Linked DNA regions of Mus musculus: region 2 is linked to region 1. Evidence: chromatin contacts called from public HiChIP or PLAC-seq data. All regions are on one chromosome and are shown on one strand. Each heading gives the region's core, a stretch centred on a gene start, on an enhancer-like site or on the middle of the called end of the contact. The rest is flanking DNA. Distances are from core to core; before and after follow the strand shown. Region 1 holds the start of Arid3c (AT rich interactive domain 3C (BRIGHT-like)). Region 2 holds the start of Rusc2 (RUN and SH3 domain containing 2).

Region 1 (3,016 bases), core at 508-3,007:
TGGCGGTCCTCATACCTTTAGCAAGTAGGTCTCCTTGACCACAGAGAGAGGCTTGGAATGCATGAGAGTACCTGAGAGAAATAGGGTCAGGCTGCTCAGAGGGGAAAGAGTGGCCTGCCACCCGGGACCCCCAAAACAGAAACAGCATCAGGGGATTGTGGTGTAGGATAGGCCCAGTTAGCTCAAGGAGATTTGGAAGTCAGGGCACATGGATGGAGAATGTACGTGAACATGGGCAAACTGCTGATCACTGAAACAAAAGAGATACTGAGAAGCCAGGAATCGCTAAGCTCTTCATTCTTCCTTCCACACATACTTGGAAATCCTTAAGAGAACAAACGTCAAATGAGGTTTTTAAGAGGGAGGTGCCGGGCAGTGGTGGCACACACCTTTAATCCCAGCACTTGGGAGGCAGAGGCAGGCGGATTTCTGAGTTTGAGGCTAGCCTGGTCTACAAAGTGAGTTCCAGGAGAGCAAGGCCTATACAGAGAAACCCTGTCTTGAAAAAGAAGAAAAAAGAAGACAGAAGAAGAAAGAAGACAGAAGAAGAAAGAAGACAGAAGAAGAAGAAGAAGAAGAAGAGGAGGAGGAGGAGGAGGAGGAGGAGGAGGAGGAGAAGGAAGAAGGAAGAAGAAAAGAAGAAGAAGGAAGAAGAAGAAGAAAAGAAGGAAAAGAAGAAGGAAGAAGAAGAAGGAAGAAGAAGAAGGAAGAAGAAGAAGAAGAAAAAGAAGGAAAAGAAGAAGGAAGAGGAAGAAGAAGGAAAAAGAAGAAGGAAGAGGAAGAAGAAGAAAAAAGAAGAAGGAAGAAGAAGGAAAGAAAGAAAAAGAAGAAGAAGGAAAGAAGAAGATGAAGAAGAAGAAGAAGAAGAAGAAGAAGAAGAAGGAAGAAGGAAGAAGAAGGAGGAGGAGGAGGAGGAGGAGGAGGAGGAGAAGAAGAAGAAGAAGAAGAAGAAGAAGAAGAAGAAGAAGAAGAAGAAGAAGAAGAAAGAAGGAGGAGAGGAGGAGGAGGAGGAGGAGGAGGAGGAGGAGGAGGAGGAGGAGGAGAGGTGTGTATGCCTGTATTTCTCATACAATGTGTATATCCCGATGTGTGTGCTTGCAGGAGACTCAAGAGACTTCTGGGGGTGTAGGTGCATAGATATGGGGGCCACTGGCATGTGCATACCTGTGCCTAAACTGACACATATTTGCAGTTGGCGATAGCACGTGGGCAGGGCATGAAGGAAGGCAAAGCTCTGTTCTGGCCAGGTGTTCCGCATTCATCCCCGCATCCTTCAGAGCGATTCCAGTGTGACAACAGCTTGTTCAGGCCCTAGATCCCTCGAGTCACCTTTAAACGGAATGTGTAAAATTGGGCCCGAATTTGTGACAAGGTGTGAACGGCGGGTTCTGAGTGTGGGTTTGGGGGACACGACTTGTAAGGCTGGGCGGGGCCATGGGCCGGAGTTTACTAGCCGTGGTCTCCTCTTTCTCCCACGCGTGATTTCCCCATAGCTCTCCGGCGCCCCCCTCGAATCTGGCTGGTGGGAGACACCTGTTGGGGGGTTAAGAGGAGCCGAGCCCACCCCAGCCTCTTCCGCTGCGCCCTCCCGCCCTCACCCGCCCAGCAGGGCTCGGGTCCCGCCCCCGGGACCGCAGGCAGCCAAGCGACCGCCAGTGAGCGCACGGCGGTCAGAAGAGCGCAGGGCGGCAAGAGCGCACAGCGGGGACCCTGCGCAGGGAATCCAGCTGAGACAGGAGCCGCCCGAAAGGCGGCAGAGCAGACGGACCGCCGTGGAGACACCCGGGGCTTCGGGCGGTGCCAGGCAGGTGAGTGTAGCTGCAGGGCGTCCAGACCCCGGGATCCGGGCTCAGTGACTCGCCACCTCATGCCCGTCTGGTCCTGTCCCTGTCCCAGACCCAGACATTGCTGCCCTCTTCTCTGTACCTCTTGGATTCCTGATTCTTGTGTTTTATGTTTTTACCCGGTTTTTACACCAGTGTCCTCTATTTTCTGTCTCTTTCTAGTATTTTCTCTCTCATGCTGCGTCGCTCTTCCCGCGTCTCTCTCAACCTCATCTTGCTATCTCTTTTCAGGTGTCTGTCCCTCTCTTGTAGCTCTCTCTCTCTCTTTCTCATTCTCTCTCTCTCTCTCTCTTCCCCCCCCCCTTCCTTCCCTCCCTCCCTCCCGCCCTCCCTCCCCATCTTGGTCCTCCTCAGTCTCTATGTCCCGCTCCTGTCTCTCTTCCAGTCTCTGTCTCTGTATCTGCCTGTCGTCCCGTGTTCTCTCTCTCTCTCCCTCTCTCTCTCTCTCTCTCTCTCTCTCTCTGTGTGTGTGTGTGAGAGAGAGAGAGAGAGAGAGAGAGAGAGAGAGAGAGAGAGAGATCTCCCTGCACCACTCTCCCTTGGTTTCTGTTACTCTTTCCAATTTGCTTGATTCTCCCTATCCTCAGTTCCTGGCCATTTCTGACTCCCTATGTGTAGTCTCTGTCTCTTTTGCTCCCTCTATCCCTCTGTCTCTGTTTTCTTGATATATTAATCCTTCCCTTATAACTCCATGTATGTCCCTGAACATGTATGTCCATGAGCATCTCCTCTTGTGTTGTAGGGTGTGGGTGCAGCAAGGCCCTGCACCCATAATTCCCTCCCCCACAGCCGGCCCTTTCCTCGGGGCCCCGCCTGGTACCAGGAGCCCCCCCAGCAGGGGGACTGCGCCTGGAAGCTGTAATGGAGGCCCTGCAGAGGCAGCAGGCAGCACGGCTGGCCCAAGGGGTGGGGCCCTTGGCCCCTCCACGCTTACCGCTTCCACAACCTCCTCTGCTTGGCGCCCGGACCCTACAGGCTCCTGAGGGGGCTATAGGGGTGGTTGGGGCTGAAGAAGAGGAGGGTGCTGAAGATGAGGAGGGAGAGACACCCTTAGCAGAAGAGGAGACAGCTGAGCAGAGCCATCCAGGAGCCCGATGTCCCAACTCACCTTCCAGCCAGTCTCCTGGAATCCAACCACATGAGTGGACCTACGAGGAACAGTTCAAGCAGGT
Region 2 (2,974 bases), core at 328-2,827, 1.7 Mb before region 1:
CTCTCGAGGGTGTCTACTACCACTCATTCTCAAGGGCTTGAGGCCAGTCCTCTCCCTCAAGTCCGGCCATCACCCTCACACAGCTGTTTCCTACTATTCCATGGTGCCCACTGCCGTGACCACTTATATAAGCTCTATCAACTAGTCTGAACCTGCGGCCCCTTTCGTCCCATGTTCTCACATTGGTCAATCCTGTTTCCTGCCCTTCAGGCCCCAGTTCTCAGGCTTCTGCCTCATCCTGGCCCATTCATGGTTCTCACGACACTTCCCCCTTGCTCCACTGTGCTGTTCACAGTTCTTGGCTTGCTGGGAACTAACCTACTCTCAGGACACTCCCGAAATGCCCAGTCACACATTGTAAAACTCCCGTCTAATCTCCAAGTTGACTACCGGGTGAATGGTGGAAACAGGGCTAAGGATCTGTCTGCCTACGGGCAAGACAACTCCAGAAGGCCGCTTCCTGTCTTTGTTCACCCAACAGCATCCCTCTGTTGGTCACAGTACCTAGTTGCTGCTTTTCTGGTTTCTTCAGAGCTAGCAGGGAGGGAGGCAAAGGCATTCATTGTTATACTTTAGTGATCTGACCTTGACCTGAGGTCCTTCGGAGAGCCTCTGTGGGGCTGACAGTCTTCTCTAGGGCAGGACGAAGGGAAGAGGGCGGTATGGTGGATCAGGGGGCATTGGTTTAGCTTGTGCTTTGGTCCCTTCCTGCTAGGAAGCTGCTCTGTAGAGCAGGGCTGAGTATAACATAAGAGGTCAGGTGCCTTCAGCATCCCTCTCTCCATACGCTGTAGGGCATTTGCATTCATTCTTACTGCAACCAATCCCAGAGCCTGGCAGCTTCTACAATGGATATGTCTGTGTGCATACAAGTATGCATGTGTGGGGAGGAAAAGCCACCCAACCTTCTGGATAAGAATGCATAGATTCCTGCATGGTTTTCAGCATAAACTTCCACGAGCTGTAGAAGGGTCTCCACCCATTCAGCCTTTGTGTCCAGATTTGAAAGCTGCAGCTACAGCAGCTTCATTAGAAATACCCAGATAGAAAGAAAGAAAGGAAGGAAGGAAGGAAGGAAGGAAGGAAGGAAGGAAGGAAGGAAGGAAGAGAAAAGGATCTTGTTTCTTGACCAAACAGCACAGATAGATAGCATCAGCCCAAGCCTCTTTCTTGCCCGGCCCATGCATGCATGCAGAGATGAGTTTGTCTCCGCTTGCTGTCACTCTCCCTTTCCGAAAGACAAAGCCACCCTTCAGAAGCCAGAGCCCAGATGCTGATGCTGATCCGGCCTCTGCCAGCAGTGACCTCCCACCCCCCACCCCAGAGCCATTCCTCTGCAAGGAGCCTCGAGCTGGACCTGGTGGCTCCCGTTCCTTTTGCACGCCCGTCGCGCCCTACCTCGACAATGGCAGCTGAATCACTGGTCCTCGAGATCGCACAAGGGGGACCGGGCTGATACCCTGAGATCTGATTTCTGTTAGTACAATGGCATCCCGAGCTAATGCAGGGAGGCTGCGCAATCTCAGCCTGTCTTCTTGCTGCTGCTGCTGCCACGGCGGCTGGGCTGCGGTGACGTTGCTACTAAGGGGAGGGATGGGGAGGGAAAGGAGCAGGCAAGCCCACAGTGCAGCCACTCAGTTCCAGGTCGGTCCCTTCGGCCTGTTAGTCTGGGGGAGGGGCGTAGAGAGAGAAGTCAGCCACAGGGGGCAGTAGGTGCTGGAAGACGGAGACTTTCCAGACAGCAGCATAAAAACCCAGGGAGAGCCGAGCCTAGCTTCTCCTGGGTCCTGAGTGTTGGAAGAAGTCTGGGCAGAGCCTGGGCGCTTCCTTCCTTCCTTCCTTCCCTTCTCAGGCCGCTCCTTTCCGACCTTGGCTAGAAGCACCCCCCCACACACACTCCTCCCACTCAGGCAGTGAATGACTGCGTGTTTCCCAGCTTTTTCTTTAGTTAGGTTTCCAGCTGGGTTAGGGTGGAGGGTCATCCTGGAAGGAGATTTTGGAAGCCCCACCCAGAGGCTACACTAAACAAAACAATATTCCCAGCGACAGATCAGCATTCCACCAGCTAAACAACACCGGCATTTTTCACAAGGCCCAATCTCAGTGCTGGGTTTCCAGGGTCCCTCTGCGTAGGCTTCTGAAGGAAGCCCCTGGGCCACAGGGGGCTTCTCTGAGCAGGTGGCTCTGATGCTCCAAGTCTGGGTGGCTGCAGGCCACCTCCCTAACCCAGGGTTCAGCTGGTCTCCCGGCTCTTCAGAGGGTCTAACAGTTTAAGCGGAGCTGAGCCTGTCACATCAGTTTTTGGTTCTTGCGGACTTGGGTTCGACCAGGGTTGTAAGGGAGTCGATTCCCTTTAACCAGGCAGAGAGTCTGGAAAGTTCCTTCTCCCACAGGAAGGCAGGCAAAGGAAAGGGACTGGGTTCTTAGAGCCTTCGCTTCAACTGTGGACCTTCTGAACTACCTGCCTCTTCCTCTCTCGAGTTCTGGGCCATTCTGTGAGGATAACCGCGCAGTAGCAGACCACACACGAGCCAGGTGTGTAAGTGGAATCTGTCGCTGCTCACTGATGCCACCCTCCAAAACAGCAGCTTTCAGGACAACCATGGCAGCACATGCCTCTAATCCCAGCACTTGGGAGGTAGAGGCAAGCAGATGTCTGTGAGTCGAAGGCCAGCCTGGTCTACATAGAGAACTCTAGGGTGGCCAGAACTACATAGAGAGACCCTGTCTCAAAAACTCCACAAAACAAAACAAAACCAACCAGCCAACCAGCCACCTTCCTGGTGAGCGCTGTGGTTCCCAATGAGTCATGCGCATTTATTTGGTTTTGCTCTGAACTGTTTCCTTTACTCCCCCAACTAAATTTCCAATTGAACTGAGGGCTTTATGTGTCCCAGGCAAGCTCTCCTCCCCTGAATATTTCTCCTCCATGGTTGGTTGAATCTGTGGGCCGTAGAACCCATGGTATGGTGGC

Evidence for each region. HiChIP or PLAC-seq counts read pairs in DNA pulled down with a chosen protein or histone mark.
Region 2: an H3K27ac HiChIP or PLAC-seq map of embryonic stem cells shows a contact between it and region 1, with 4 times the contacts expected there. The contact joins the promoter of Rusc2 here to the promoter of Arid3c in region 1. A contact is called at or near these places in 2 of 39 promoter capture datasets (embryonic stem cells and liver) and 2 of 115 datasets of contacts at active chromatin or transcription factors (embryonic stem cells and microglia).

The regions. Positions count from the first base shown.
Region 1 is chr4:41,729,883-41,732,898 of GRCm38.p6, reverse strand. It overlaps Arid3c (AT rich interactive domain 3C (BRIGHT-like)), which reads left to right and starts at 1,757. Exons shown (of 8, transcript NM_001017362.2): 1 at 1,757-1,808; 2 at 2,634-3,014. The coding sequence starts at 2,706.
Region 2 is chr4:43,405,105-43,408,078 of GRCm38.p6, reverse strand. Rusc2 (RUN and SH3 domain containing 2) reads right to left here and starts at 1,577. Exons shown (of 12, transcript NM_199057.3): 1 at 1,399-1,577.